2 separate regions of the Triticum aestivum genome follow, and region 2 is linked to region 1. A link is a contact called in public Hi-C data. All regions are on one chromosome and are shown on one strand. Each heading gives the region's core, a stretch centred on a gene start, on an enhancer-like site or on the middle of the called end of the contact. The rest is flanking DNA. Distances are from core to core; before and after follow the strand shown. Region 1 holds the start of LOC123043656 (probable apyrase 2). Region 2 holds the start of LOC123043658 (zinc finger CCCH domain-containing protein 53).

Evidence for each region. A called contact is a pair of places that touch in the nucleus more often than the background predicts.
Region 2: a contact with region 1 is called in a Hi-C map of leaf, with 5 times the contacts expected there. The contact joins the promoter of LOC123043658 here to the promoter of LOC123043656 in region 1. A contact is called at or near these places in 2 of 5 Hi-C or Micro-C datasets (both in leaf).

Annotation. Positions count from the first base shown.
Region 1 is chr2B:92,952,759-92,959,651 of IWGSC CS RefSeq v2.1, reverse strand. It overlaps LOC123043656 (probable apyrase 2), which reads left to right and starts at 3,048. Exons shown (of 9, transcript XM_044466173.1): 1 at 3,048-3,842; 2 at 3,929-4,057; 3 at 4,134-4,190; 4 at 4,350-4,442; 5 at 5,423-5,628; 6 at 6,213-6,307; 7 at 6,795-6,893. The coding sequence starts at 3,525.
Region 2 is chr2B:93,834,372-93,841,944 of IWGSC CS RefSeq v2.1, reverse strand. LOC123043658 (zinc finger CCCH domain-containing protein 53) reads right to left here and starts at 4,914. Exons shown (of 9, transcript XM_044466178.1): 1 at 3,450-4,914; 2 at 3,177-3,362; 3 at 2,897-3,082; 4 at 2,708-2,799; 5 at 2,356-2,607; 6 at 2,146-2,263; 7 at 1,773-2,009; 8 at 1,600-1,676; 9 at 857-1,459. The coding sequence starts at 4,438. The coding sequence ends at 1,643.

The DNA.
Region 1 (6,893 bases), core at 1,799-4,298:
AAGGTGTCACAACACATACATGAAACCATAAAAATAATTAAATGACAACTACTAATAAGCATAACAATATGAGTAGGACACTACATCATCTCATATCCCCTTCATTGCATTTCCTTCTTACTAGCTTCCACAGATTTTTTAAAGTGAATTAGCTTCCACAGATTTGTTTGGTCCTTTCGCTAAGCTTGCACAATTCAGCCATAGTAGGCCCACCCAAGACAGGAGGCCCACCAAGGCCAGGATTAAGCTTCATGTAGTTACAAAGGCACCTGTTTCCCCTGGACCTCTCAAGACCTTTGCCTACCGCCTGGCAGCACTCTTTCTCCGCAAATGGGATTTGAACCAGGTTTTGTTGATGGATTGAAAGCAAGCAAGCATTTGTCCCTCATGGTGGTCACCAATCGGTTGCCTATCATTTCAACACATGATTTTGAGTCCGCTTGCAGCAGGAGACTGACGAAGATCAACTCTAGTGTGATCATCGACAATCCTATGGGAGCCCATGGTTTCGGTGCCATGCCGGCAGAGAATACCCCTCCTGGTGGGGAGGTCTGAACTGGTGATGTAGGTGATTGGTTGCTTCCATTGTCGCACCCCCTGTCCTTTTATAGATCTTTGGTGTTGCATGCATTAGATAATGAACTTGGACGGTTGCAATACGATGAGGGCTCGTGATTGCATACCAACTGTTTAGATTTAAAGAAATTCCTATATTTATCACATCGAAAAATATCCAAAAATGCTTTAATTGCATGGTTCCTTTGCCTGTGCTTTTCTTTCTTGTCCCCCTTCACATTACCATTACTTTTATTGCCTTTCATTATATAAGGACAATCTCTAGTATTAAAGGGGGAGTTGGTGGCCGTACGTTCATTGGTCAAGCCTCCCCTCCCATGTCATGCATTAACTCAGCCAAATCAAATCAAATCTTTTGCAACGCCGTGGGTGTAAGGTAATTGCATTAACTCAATCAAATCAAATGCAAACATTCTAGATATAGATTGGATACGGGCAACCAAATCAAATCAAATATTTTGCATTAACTCCATCAAATCAAACGCGGACATTCTAGATATTTTGCACTATCTCAATCAAATTAAATCAAATAACTTCCTAATTTTAAATATGACTAGCAAAAGAGTTTGTGCGTTGCAACAGAAGAAGAAAAATCACACGCCTTTAACCCAATAACCATGATTCAATACCCCAATAGGTCTATGTCCTTTATTTCCGCACATGACATCCATCTATGTTGCCACTTATTCTCCTTCCCACACTCACTGAAGGTGGCCTCAGTGCTCACACAATCACATATGTGTTTGAATATGGTCAATCCTAAGACATCTCTCTCTCTCTCTCTCTCTCTCTCTCTCTCTCTCTCTCTCTCTCAGCATAAGATGAGAAATCTGCCTTTTTTCCCGCGAGGTTTTGACGAGGCGTGCATGTCTCGTTATAGATAGTTTCTTTCGTCTCCAATTTGCTTTTGCTGAGGCATTCATTTTTAGTCTGGATCGACACCGATACGAAAGAAAGGTGGATCATGCGATATTGATTAGACTAGCACCCTAAATATCATTTAAAAAAATACTTAATAGATAAAATAACATTGTATTTAGATTCTATAGATTTTTAATCAAATTCCATATACATGTTAAATTTGGAGTTACGATTTTAAAGATATGGATTTTTTTAAAGAATTTTATATGGACTGTGAGTTGATTATCCCAAATATCAGGGGTTTTACTACAAAAGAAAAAAAATCTAACTTAGAACTGAACTGCGAGTTGATTAGGAAAACATAAGTTTTTTTCCGCAAAAGCGAAAATCCGATTTAAGCCTAGATTGCGGGGTGAATATCAGAAAGATCAATGGATTTTTTGTAAAACACGTAGTAGCTGGGAAAAATAAATAGTCATTCCTTTATTAATAGGTATGGAAAGTTGCCTCTGAAAAAATTCATCGTTATGAGAATTGTTTTGTATTCCCTTGTACTAAATCAGTGACAATTAATATGTATAGGAGAGAGTAATTTATTTATTTATGATCCAAAACATTGTGTTTGCTGTATTTTTCCAATTCAATCAAAAAAGTTGTAGGCCACTCTAGTAAAAGAATTGAGAAAAAAAATGTGTGCATTGAGTGGACTTCCCCAAGGGTAAAATGGATTGCTACTAGAGCACGCATCTGGCATCGTATCCCTTCGCATGTGCTTCTCGCCACTCGGATGATCAGAGATTCCTAAATTATGTCATTGTTGCCAGAGTCTGTCTCATTTTTTGTGGCCTTATGCAATGGAGGTGCGGTGGACCTCGACCCTTGCGAGTGGGATGGGTCCTGCTCCGTTTTAGGTGTCTCCTTGTCCCGGTTTAAGTTTTGTGTCCTATTTAGAAAGGTGAGGCGTCAGCGACTTCTTGAAGATGGAATGAGGTTCTCCTTGCCTAGCCCCATCCTGGTGGTACTTCTAGCATCATCTGAGGGCATTTGGAGTTGTGTCTCTAGCTGATCCCTGAAGATTCGGTCGGTTTTTGTCTTCGGTGAATCTACTTGGATTTGGTCCTTGTTCATCTACATCCATGTGTCTACAGGCTGGATACTTTTGAGCTTCTCTTCATCGATGATGATTGTCTGTTGCGCTCGTCCCATAAGGTCTTAACATGACGACTTCCTCACTGTTACCACAACAAGATTTGTTCGACATCGGTAAGGGCTGACGATGGCAGCACTCCTTTGACTCGCTTCAATGCTTATATTCGTCGGTAATGGTCTATGTACTTGTTACTTTTATTTTATTGTTTGTACTGCCGTGACTATGGATGAGTCCATCGAAAGTTTTTTTTCAGAAAAAAGAAAGTTTAACTGGACGCTGAATGCATCAACACGTCGACACGCTCTCTGGTTGGCGCGTACACGGTCAATTACCTGCCTACACCAACCAATCACGGTCCGGCGCACCCGTGGACCAGCACCGTGAGAAATTACCGAGCACCGCAGCTCCGGTGGCGTCCGGCCAACTCCGCACACGCGCGCGGACGAAGCCAACCCAGACCCAACCGCACCGGCACGGGCACGGCGAACCCGCACAAGCAACCCCCCACCCCCTCCCCCGCCGCGGCCGCTACAAAGCGCCGTCCTTTCCGCACGCCACCGCCACCGCCACCTCCCTCCCGCCTCCGTCGCGCGCGCGCCCGGCGGCAGCACCTAGACACCACCGCGCCACATCCCGAGGCGCACGCATTTCCCCAACGCGCGCCCGGATCCCGACGCCACCCCTCCCGAAGTCAAACCCACCGACGCGCGCACGCCCGCCTAAAACTCCACCCCCGAGGCTCGCGCAGATCGGCTGTCCATCCCTCGCCTCCTCCACGCCCACGCCGACGCGCGCGGAGCGGAGCGGACGGACGGGAGCGCTGGATCCCGCGGAGGATCTAGAGGCGGTCAAGCAGCCGTCGCCCCCCGGCCCCGGGGGCCGCATCCGCTACCGCACGCCCTCCTCGCCCGACCTCCTCCTCCTGCCCGCCGACAAGATGCGCCGCTACTCGCAGCTGCCGGGCGCCGGCCGCCAGGACACGCTCGCCGACCGCGTGCACCGCTACCGCGGGGTGCTGCTCGTCGTGCTCGCGCCCCTCGCCCTCGTCTCGCTCGTGCTCCTCCTCATGCCGCGCGCGCCCGCCGGGGCCGCCCAGAGGCCCCTGGGAGGAGGGGTCGGCGCCGCCGCCGCCGGGGGTAAGAAGTACGCCGTCATATTCGACGCCGGCAGCTCCGGCAGCCGCGTCCACGTCTTCTGCTTCGACGGCAACCTGGATCTTGTCCACATTGGCACCGACATCGAGCTCTTCGTCCAGGTAAGTCGACGACCCGTTCGTCCATCGGATCTGGATCTGGTCTAGGTCATTGTCAGCTGAATTCCGTTCCCCTTCCGCCCTTGCAGAAAAAGCCTGGACTTAGCGCGTACGCCCAGGACCCGCGCGAGGCTGCTCAATCGCTCGTCTCCCTCATTGAGAAGGCCAAGGAAGTGGTTCCGGCTGAATTGCGCGACCAGACGCCTGTCAGAGTTGGGGTGAGTGGTTTGTTCACACTAATTGATTTTGTAATCGGTGCTTGTTGATGTCCTTAGCTTCCTCATTCATTCACAGGCAACAGCAGGGCTAAGAGCTTTGGGAGCAGGAAAATCCGAAGAGATCTTGCAAGCGGTAAATGGTCTTCTATCATATCATCATCATCATCATCATTGTCTGCATTGCGAGTTATTATGCTTTTTTGTTTTGTTTCAGTGAGGTTTTTGTTACGTTATTACCAATTTGCCATGATTGATTGTGTACCTGGATGTTAATGTATCCACAAAAATGCAGGTTAGGGATCTTCTTCGTGAAAAGAGTTCATTTAAGAACCAGCCGGATTGGGTCACAGTTCTTGATGGAACTCAGGAAGGTGCATATGAATGGGTAGGATGCTGGCCTTAATTATCACATATGGTTGCGTTTCATGTTATTCTAACGCTCTTCAGTATTTTCTTTTTACCACTGCATGTATTTCATTTTTTTAGAAGACTACATGCCATTTTCCTAAGTTATGAACTGATTTGATGGTTTACTAGTAAGGTACACGTGCATTGCACGTGAGAACTTACATAACCAATGTATGATTGCATATTTGACATATCACGTAACACAAGCAACTAGAGATTATAGTCACATATGCATCATGTATGAGATGTAGATTTAATTCTTGTAGTTCATGGCACTGAAAAATAAATATAAATCATTTTATGAAGATGCTGCCATAGCCTTGTACAAGAAGTAAATAAAGCAAAAGTGAATGTCAATTCTTTGAGCGGCATGTTATATTGCTATGCTACTGTAGCAATGGAGTTTCTTTTGTGTGTGTTCTCTTTAATAAAGTGATAAGGTTTGTGCATATTATGCATTTATATTCATAAAGTAAAAAAGCAATAGCAATTCATTTACAAGATAAAAGTTGGCAGTCTTAAAGTATGGAAGATTGTAGAACACAGGAGAAACATAGTGCTTTGAGATTTGTGCATAGGGTGCATTGTGCTTAAGCTTAGTAATGGAATATTCTAGATGGTACGCATGCATGGCAAAATCTTGTATATTGAATAAGATGTCCAATGGCCAAGAATGCTTGTATTTGCTGACTTTCCACAGTTTGATTGGCTTCATCCAACAGCCAATATTCGAAGTCATTCCCACACTATATAGTGGTATAGATATAGATGGTATAGACATGTAAAATTGTATGTCAGTAGAGTTCAAGGTAACCACTGACCAGGCCTATTAGAGGTCAGATTGTGCGCTAAGCAGAGTGTTTAGGAATTACTCATAAGCTTTGCTGCTTTGTTTACTACCTTCTAGTTAGGGACATATACCATATCTCTCTCATTCACTCTTCTATAATCTTACAGGTTACCATTAATTATCTGTTGGGAAATCTGGGAAAGACCTATGCAGACACAGTTGGTGTGGTTGACCTTGGCGGTGGATCTGTCCAAATGGCGTATGCTATCCCAGAGAAGGATGCTGAAAAGGCTCCTAAACCAGCAGATGGTGAAGAATCATACGTGAAGAAGCTTTTCCTTAAAGGGACAACATATCATCTTTATGTGCACAGGTTGATATTATAACTTCCGTTAGCTTTTTGCTGTTCCTCCTGTTTAGCTGAATTATTGTCCTGGTAATTTGTGAACCCTCTGCTGATGTTTCTAAGCATAACACGAAGTAACAATTATGAAAACCTATTTAAGCACCTGATGGTGGTACTGTCCTGCAAATCTTGTTTTTGTCTAATTGGATTGATGAGTCATAAATCACTGAAAGAAAAAAAAGTGCAATCATGTAAGAAACGATCATGTCACCACAATACATTAATGACCTAAAATAATTCATATTGGGAGTGAGAAATTCATGATGATCCCAATTTAAATGTGTAAAAATCCACCAGTAAGAACAGCTGAGTAATCTCAAGAAAAGCATGACTTTATTTAACACTGTTTCAAGGCAACTGCATTGTAGACAAACATATTGCCATCGGTTCAACCAATACCTAATCTGAACTGACTTTAGTTATGCATCCACTTGTGCTCTGTGGGTAATAAGTTTTTGGTGTATGACTAATAGAAGTGACATCACATGATTATTCTTGTCCAAGGTGTGATGAGTTTAAATCATGAATATAAGTGTGAACTTTCATTGCAGTTATTTGCGCTATGGATTGCTGGCTGCTAGAGCAGAGATCTTAAAAGCTGGCAATGCCAATGGTTACAGCAACTGTGTATTGGCTGGACATCAGGGTATGACTGCTTTCTTCTGCCTTACTGTTCTGCTATTGTCTTTTTCATCTGCATCTTAAAAGTCTAGGTTAGTTCCCAGCCCATTCAGTGAAGTTTGTTCCCAAAAGAAGTCAGCTTTGCTATCTTGTGAAACAAACTCAGGCTTACAGTAGGACGAATTCCTCAAATTTGTTTTGTGTACATTACCATTCTCTACAGGACAAACTATCTTATTTGTTCTGCTTGTTAGTCTGCCGCTTATCATCCTTTCTGTTAAAAGTACTTGTATTACCATATATACTCCCTCCGTCCCATAATACAAGAGCGTTTTTGACACTATGTCCAAAACACTCTTATATTATGGGATGGAGGGAGTATTACTTACTTTGTATTATGTCCATAAAAACTCATAGCCAATACAAACCACAAGTAGATTATGACATGACATGCTTGTTTTCATTGTGCTGATCATAGGAGGACTCTATTCTAATGGCATTTATGATTTTAGGGCAATACAAGTATGGTGGCAATACATTTGAAGCATCGGCTGCACCTTCTGGCAGTAGTTTTTCGGAATGCAGGGCTGATGTAGTGAAAGCTCTTAAAG
Region 2 (7,573 bases), core at 3,665-6,164, 880 kb before region 1:
AGACCCCCAAAAAAGCAAAAATGCATGGCCATAGCCATTAGCAATTATTCCGGCTGATTAGTAGCTCTAATCCCGGAGCCAAAGCACCTGAAAACGGCAGGCACTTACCCTAATCACCCGTCATTAGAAAAGAAAGGTATCCGGCGCCCAGACATCTGGAGCCGCTCCCAGCCTCCAATCCGACCACGGCGCGGCGCCTTTCCGCCTCCGGAGAGCGACGCCGCCGGGAACGCACCACCACCATCCCGTCCCAAAAAGCAACGAGCATCGTCCTCCTCCTCCCTACAGATTACACCCGGCCGAATTCGTTTTGGCTGCTGACATGATTAGCAGCCGTACGTAATCGCAACCAGCAGTCTAATCTAATCTAATCTAATCTCATCACCAAGGAGGGGAATAATCGTGACTACCGGCATCGCCTTTTTCTTTTCAAGCGCTCGGTTTTTCTGTTCTGGGTGATGATAATAATCCCGACGTCGCACTCGTATCCGTTTCATCCGATCTCCGGACGCGGACGGCGTGGGCATCCGTCGTTTTTTTTTACGCGTCGCAAGAAAAGCATGTCCCCTCCGTGGCTCCGTCCGTTCCATCCCGTCGCTGTCCCCGTCCGGCAATGCGTTGCTACAATGCCGGAAAGCAACAGCACAGACCGAACAAGAAGTAGAAAGTGAAAAACCAAGAAGAAAAAAACACAGCTTCTGTGGTGAGCTGAATGGTGCTGCTGAGGAAGAAGGGACCATGATCCACGGCCAACGCTGACACTCCGCCCTACCGCTGCAGCTGCACGGGCACGGCAGTGAGTGAGTGGTCCACCCCTCCCCCTGACACGACACGCCCACAGCACCGAGACATGACGGACCTGTTCAATATCTTCATTCATCCAGTGAAATTATACATACGTAAACGCCAACACAACTAGCTAGCTATGCCTCCCTGCCTGTCCGTCACTTCCGTATCTTGTTGCACTGTCTTGCAATACAGCGAGCAGAGCACTAGTGTATGTCATACATTGTGGTAGTATTCCTCTGTACTTTTTGGCTAAACATCACACCTAATGTGCTACTATTACATGAGAACTACTACTAGTGGGTATTATATTGGCGGTGGCTTGCCTTGCCAGGAGCTTGGTGGCACATCAATGGGGGGTTGGTGGTGGTGGTGGTACTAGTAGTAGCAGGAGTAATCAACTAACAGTAACTAATGCATATGGTAATGGTAATAATAGGAGGGGCCCTAACGTATCTGACACTGTTTTTAAAGCCTTGGGGTTGCTAGTAGTGGTAGTATTTTTTGTCCTTCGCCTCCTGTGGTCTGAATAAGCTGGTGCCATCAGCTTGAGCAGAGGTGAAGGGAAAGAAAGTAAAAAAAAGGGGGCTGCTGAAACTAAAACTATGCTGCAACTTCTTCACTCTTTTCTTTCCTATGTTGCACTATTCCTTTTTCTTTGCTGCTAGTATTCCTGCACAACATAGACAAGGCAAAACACACAGAAGGATCCGAGGTTAAGACACCATCATTCCAATAAGTGAAAAAGGCATGGCATGATTTTACTGGGGAGCAAGGTGTTGATGGGCTGGTAAAAAGAGAGGGGGTGCTTACTATGATTAGGCAGTAGTATCACTCACTTCCATTCAGCGCTACTTTACATCCCGACCGCGCCGTGATCGGAGGACAGCCTGCATCCATGATACCTTCAGCACACCAATCATGCAAATTTGCAATAGTAAATGGAACTATGCATGGGACATTGATAGAGATGGTGTTAAGCACACCTGGACATGGGGAAGAAGTAAGGTTTTGGTGAGGGTATGTCCAATGCTGGAGGTAGGAGATGGTGGTTAATGCCGCCGTTCCTTGCACCATTGCTGTTGATGCCGCCGTTGTAGGCCGCGTTGCAACCCGTAGACGCGGCGGCGATCTCCGACTCAGTAGGCGCGAAAGGATCACGGGCAAAGGCCCCCGACTTGGTCGGCGACGCGAACGGGCTGTCCGGCAGGTTATGCTCCGCGCTGCATATTAGCACAAGGGGTCTAAAAGATCAGTTTGGTGAAATGCTTACTTCCCAGCACTGCTGGACGAAAGCTAAGTGTGATGAAAGGAACAAATGGTGATGATGATGGTGATTTGTTTAGCGTTAAATTCCACCTTTGGTCACTGTCAGTGTTAGGGCTGGTGGTGGAATCGCCTGAGGTTTCATCCTTATCAGCTCCGTTGACCGCATTCTTATGAGGAAAAAGGAAGCCGCAGCCATTGCCTTGCTCCCCTGTTAACACAAGATCAGCACAGCAAATGTGAGCAACACTGCATCTGTTGTGACCAGGTAATAATAAGATGTGTTCTCTGTTGGCCACACACAAGTAATACCGGAATCGGGCGGCGACTCGAGGGTCGGGGTGGCGGCAGTCGTGTGGGTGGGGCTGAACGGCTTCCCGATGGGGGTCGGCGCGGCGGCGGAGCGGGTCTTGAGGTCGAGCAGCTGCAGCCCCATGAGGCGCCGGCTCTGGAGCTCGATCGCCTGCTGCAGCTCCACCGCCTGCTGCTGCTCCTCCAGCTTCCTCCTCAGCAGCATCTCGTTGGCGCTGTTCGAGTGCTGCAGCATCCTCGCACCTGAAATCCAAATCAAACACAAGAATCTCAGCTCAGCACACACTCACTCATCATGCATATGAACATGAACAATCAACATGAAGTTGCAACAATGACGAACCAACAATCTGGTGCAGATCGAAGGGGTCTCTGGCGTCCAGCCCGGTGGGAGACCCGCAGCCGGAGAAGTCCACCCTCTCGCCCTGCTGCTTCCTGCAGAGCAACAGCGGAAATAAATGGTCATGGGGATGTTGTCGTTGTTTTAGTTACTGCTGCCGGAAGCAAGCGGCAAAGATCGCCGTGGGCTTGCCTGAACTTGTCGGGGACCTTGCCCTTCTCCTTGTAGGGCTTGACGAGCACGCGCGCGTCGCAGATGAAGTGCGGGTTGCCCTTGGCCAGGATCAGCTTCACCGTCTCCGGGTAGACGAAGGTGACGAATCCGAACATGCGCTTCTGCTGGTAGGGGATGCGCACGTCGTGGACAGGGCCGTAGATGCTGCGGTTCAGGGGAAGAGCACGGTTAATCCCGGTGGAACTTTCAGGCAGAGCGGAGGTCGAACTGCGGTGTGCGAGCGAGCACGGTGAGGTACCTGAAGTAGTTGGAGACGTCCTCCTCGCGGAAGGTGCTGTCCGCCGGGAAGGTGAGGTAAATCTGCCGGGACCCCGGGTTCATCATGCTCGCGAAGTCGCCGCGGTCGAGACGGGGACGGTTCATGAACTTGTGCGCCTCGTCGCCGCCCAGCATCAGCGCCGCTGCGGCAGCCGCGGCCGCCGCCCTGCGAATCGGAGAGCAATCGGTGAGCTGCCGGCTGGTAGAAACGAGAGCGAGAAGCTCGTCGGTGGCGAGGGGGGTGGGTATTTACCTCTGGCCCTCGTTTTGCTGCTGCTGCTGCTGCAGGAGCAAGCTCAGGCACTTGCTCGCCGCGGAGGGGGAGCCAGGGAGAGAGCCGGTGGGGGAGTAGGCGAAGCCGGCGGCGGCGGCCAGGCGCTGGGACTTGGAGCGGAGGAGGAAGTCCTGGCACTGCTGCTCCACGGCGGCCTGGTCCATCTTCGCGCCGGCGAGGTCGTCAGGGAGACCGCCGTGCACGAACCGGCAGGCGCTCCCGTTTTTGCAGTACCCGCGCGCGTAGTAGAGGCACGGCTTCCAGCCGAGGCCGTCGCTGCCCCCGAAGCAGAGCTCGCTCACCGACGCGCTCCTGCGGTGCCCGGGCCCGCCGTTGGCCCAGCCGGCGCCGTAAGGGAAGAGCCCGCCGTCGCCGCTGGGGCTGCGGCACTCGCCGCTGTCGAAGAGCGGGAGCTGACGCCCTCCCCCACCGCCCATGCCTCCCTCGCTGAGGAACGCGAGCTGGTCCTGCAGGTGGAGCTCGTCGAGGATCAGCGAGGAGTCCCCGCCGAAGAAGGGCGACTGCGGGCCCCCACCGCCGTTGGCCGGGCTCATCAGCTGCTCCTCCCCGACGCCCGCCATCTCCTCTGCGGTGCCATTGCTGACGCTGTTGCTCCTGGAGAACACCGGCGGCGGGGCCCACGAGGAGGGCGAGGAGACCGACAGCGGCGAGGGCGCCGTGCCTCCGCCGCAGCCGCCGCCGCGGCCGGAGTTCTGGCGCGACAGCATGAAGGGCGAGTGGGCGGCGGAGGTGGGCGTCCCCGGCCCCGACCCCGGGAGCAGGCCGAGGTCCTTGCGCGCCTTGGCCATGACGGCGAGCAGCAGCGCCTCCGGGCCGAAGGCGAGGCGTATCATCTCCTTCTCGCCGTGGTCCTGGATGAGCAGCAGCCCCATGATCTTGGCCGCGTGGTCCGGGTCCAGCCCCTGGATCCGCGCGAACACCACCTTGGTCGCCTCGTAGGCGTCCATGCCGCCGATCGACCAAGCTCGCCCAACCCAACCCAACCAAACCTAACTTGCAAACAACCTCACACCCCTTCTTCCTCCTCCCTCCCTCCCGTCCTCGCACAGCACAACGAACCACTAGCTAGAGAGCGAGCTCGAGCCGGAGACCAGCGACTCCATGAATCCCCAGAGCTCGTTCGTGGGTTAGCTAGCGAGCTATACTAGTTGAGGCAGCGGCAGCACGAGGGTGGTGCGCACCTTCCCTTCCCTTCCGTCCCCCTCGCGCTGTATCCCAATCTCCCTATGTATAAGCTGGCCGCCCGCCGTCCCTTTTCCCGGGAGGAGACGAGAGGACGAGGGTGCCGCCGGCGATTGGCAAAACCTCACGAGGGGGTTTCTGCAAAATGCGCCTGCCGCGTTCTGTCCTGCGGTGTTTTTATCTGCTGCTGCTGCTGCTGTGATGTTTTTCCCCGCTCGCTCGTCGTCTCAGGAGAGAGTGAGGGAGGGAGGCGGGATAGATAGATCTGGATCTCCGTGGCCCCCATTTATAAAAACTCGATCCACCGCCTCTGTCACCGCCTCTTTCCCCCCTTTCTTTTCTCTGCATTCTTCCTGTGCTCTCCTGACGCATGGATAGGAATGCCAAATTGAAATTACGAATAGTACCGTCACCCGATCAATCAATCTGGCGGTAAAAAACGGCACCAGTGTGCTGTGATTTTGAGTTTTTACTGTTGTTACCGCTGCGCGGCCGGGGTGGATCTGTCTGTGTGTGATTGACTGGAACGGCCGCGATCTGGGGTGCTGACCGGACCGGGGCCCAGCGGCCCACGCGGCGGCGCCCACTCCGGTCGCCGTCCCGTCCCGCTTTGTCCTTTGCCTCGTCGCCGCTGGCCGCTGCTGCTCCCTCGCTGCGCTGCTGCCGCTGCCCACTGCGGCGGCCTTTCGCGATAAGAATGGCGCCCGGCCCGGCCCGGCATTTTTATACTCCTTTCCTCCGTTTGATACCCGTAGCCGAGCTAAACTGCTAAAGCTAGCCGCGTTCGCCTTTCCGTCGCTTCACATCGTTTGTTTACTCCCAGATCCTTGTCGTTTGCCCCACTGCTGTGTAAACTCGATTATTCTTCTCCTTTTGCTGCTCCAGATGATTATTGTTCTCTAGTTAGTAAGTACTAATCTTATTAGTGGCCCTAATTAATGCCAAATTTTTTGCTTCTGCAAACGAACGAGTAGCTTTTTCTGGGAGGAGCCGCACGGAGCGGAGCGTGCATATCGGGGCGTCGGGCGTGCGAGCGCGCTCCCCGTCATCCTCCCTCGGCGTCGCTTTCCTTGCTCCTCCCTCGGCCTCCACTGGCCACGGATCAAACCCAAAATTTCGAGTGTAAAATACTCTCTCATGATGCTCAGTCGAATAATGGAGCATACGTGGAAGGAAAAAAATGATGGGGATAAACCGCAATTTCCACGTCACTTTCCGTCGGGCCCGGCGTGCTCTGTTTGCTTGTTGTTGGGCGCGCGACGGGCGCTGTCTGTCCCCCTGCTGCTGCCGCGTCAGCTCGTGTTACGTGCTCCTACCCCAGTCGGATTGACACGCGACCGTGCGGGTCGGTCTCCCGGCCGATCGCGACGCCGGTCGCGCGGGTGATCGATCATCATCCCTTGGCGCGGCCGCGCGCGGCGAGAGCCGGGAGCGCCCGGCGTTCACGATCGTGGTCGAGGCCGTGAACTTGGTCGCGGGGCAGGGGAAAGCCGAAAGCCAAATGTGATTGGCGCCGATGCCCACGGATGAGGGGTGATATGGCGCGAAAAGAAGCGACGACCCTGGGGCCGAATGCACGGGGGCTTTTGCCCCGCGCGCGCGCGCCTGGTTGGCGCCGTTGCCCGGCCCCCGCTCTCTTTTCACCGCCTTTCGCGTGCACGCGCAGTGCCCTTTGCCCTGCCCTGCGCGCGCGCAGGCACGGCACGGCACGGCGCGGAGTGGCATCCCGTGCGCGCGCACATGGAGGCCCTGCCCGCGGTTGTTTTCGCGGGTCCATCGTTTTCCGTTGCCTGGCTTCATTCCGTTTTCTTTTTTGAGAGTACGCTTCATTCCGTTTTCTACCAACCGCAGCAAAAACGAGTTCACTGATGCAATCATGGTGGAAGCCAGTAGTGCTGTGTTTTTATAGGATTTTGGAGCGCCACGTCGCCGTCTCTGTCTCTTTCACCTCTTCGCTTCCCGCTCATACCGTATGGAAGTAGCAATGATTGAACTTGGCGGAAATGTCTTACGAGTAAGTAGGAACAATCTTTCGGTGACCAGTAAACTACCAGAATTAGCACGTACGCCGGCCGCGCCACAGCTGGGGGAAATACGACGTCGCGTGACCACGTCATGTCACCTGTCTGGACGGAACGGGGCACAACCGCTACCGCGCAACCATACGTACTCGGGTCGTAGGTACGTACACTGGTCATTCGTCAAATGTACGGCGGCCCGTCGACAGCGCCTCGCCGCTCTGTGGGCTGTGGCCATGGCACATGCCGTATTGAATCCGCTCTGTGCATGGCCATGTCTGACAGCGAGACGGACGGGCCACGATCGCTTGTCCTCTAGCGCAGTTCAAATTGTAGGAGGAGTGGTGGAGTGGTATTTTTGAACTGGATAGATCTTGCTTTCGATTAGTCTATGATTCGCGTCACGCTGTCAGACACACCACGCAGTCTACGTACGCGTGAGCGTTCACGTAAAAATTGCTTGTTTACGGTACGTGGGGAGTAGATTGGAGCGTGGGGCCCACCGGCGCGTACGAAAAGGAAAGGGAGAAAGGCGCTCCCAGTTTCAGAACCTCACATGGAGGGAGGAGGGCGTGGCCTGTCCCGATCCGGTGTGCCGCGTCGCCGTGTGGGCGGGTTTGTGGCCGGATCGAGTGTCAGTCACATCGGCTGTTCCGACCAAGTACCCACTTGCTCTCTTCTTCCTTACTCTTTTTCTCGTTGTGTTGGCGAAAATATGCTCCGTGGCTCTGTTGGCCTGCGAATTAGCACACGCGAGAACAAAAAAGCATGTCGTTCTCCGAAAACAGCAAGCGAATTTTGATGAAAACGTACCTGAATCTTTTGGTCTGCTTGGGGTTTGGTGCATCTTGGTCGAGATACGGTGCATGCATTTGGTGTGAG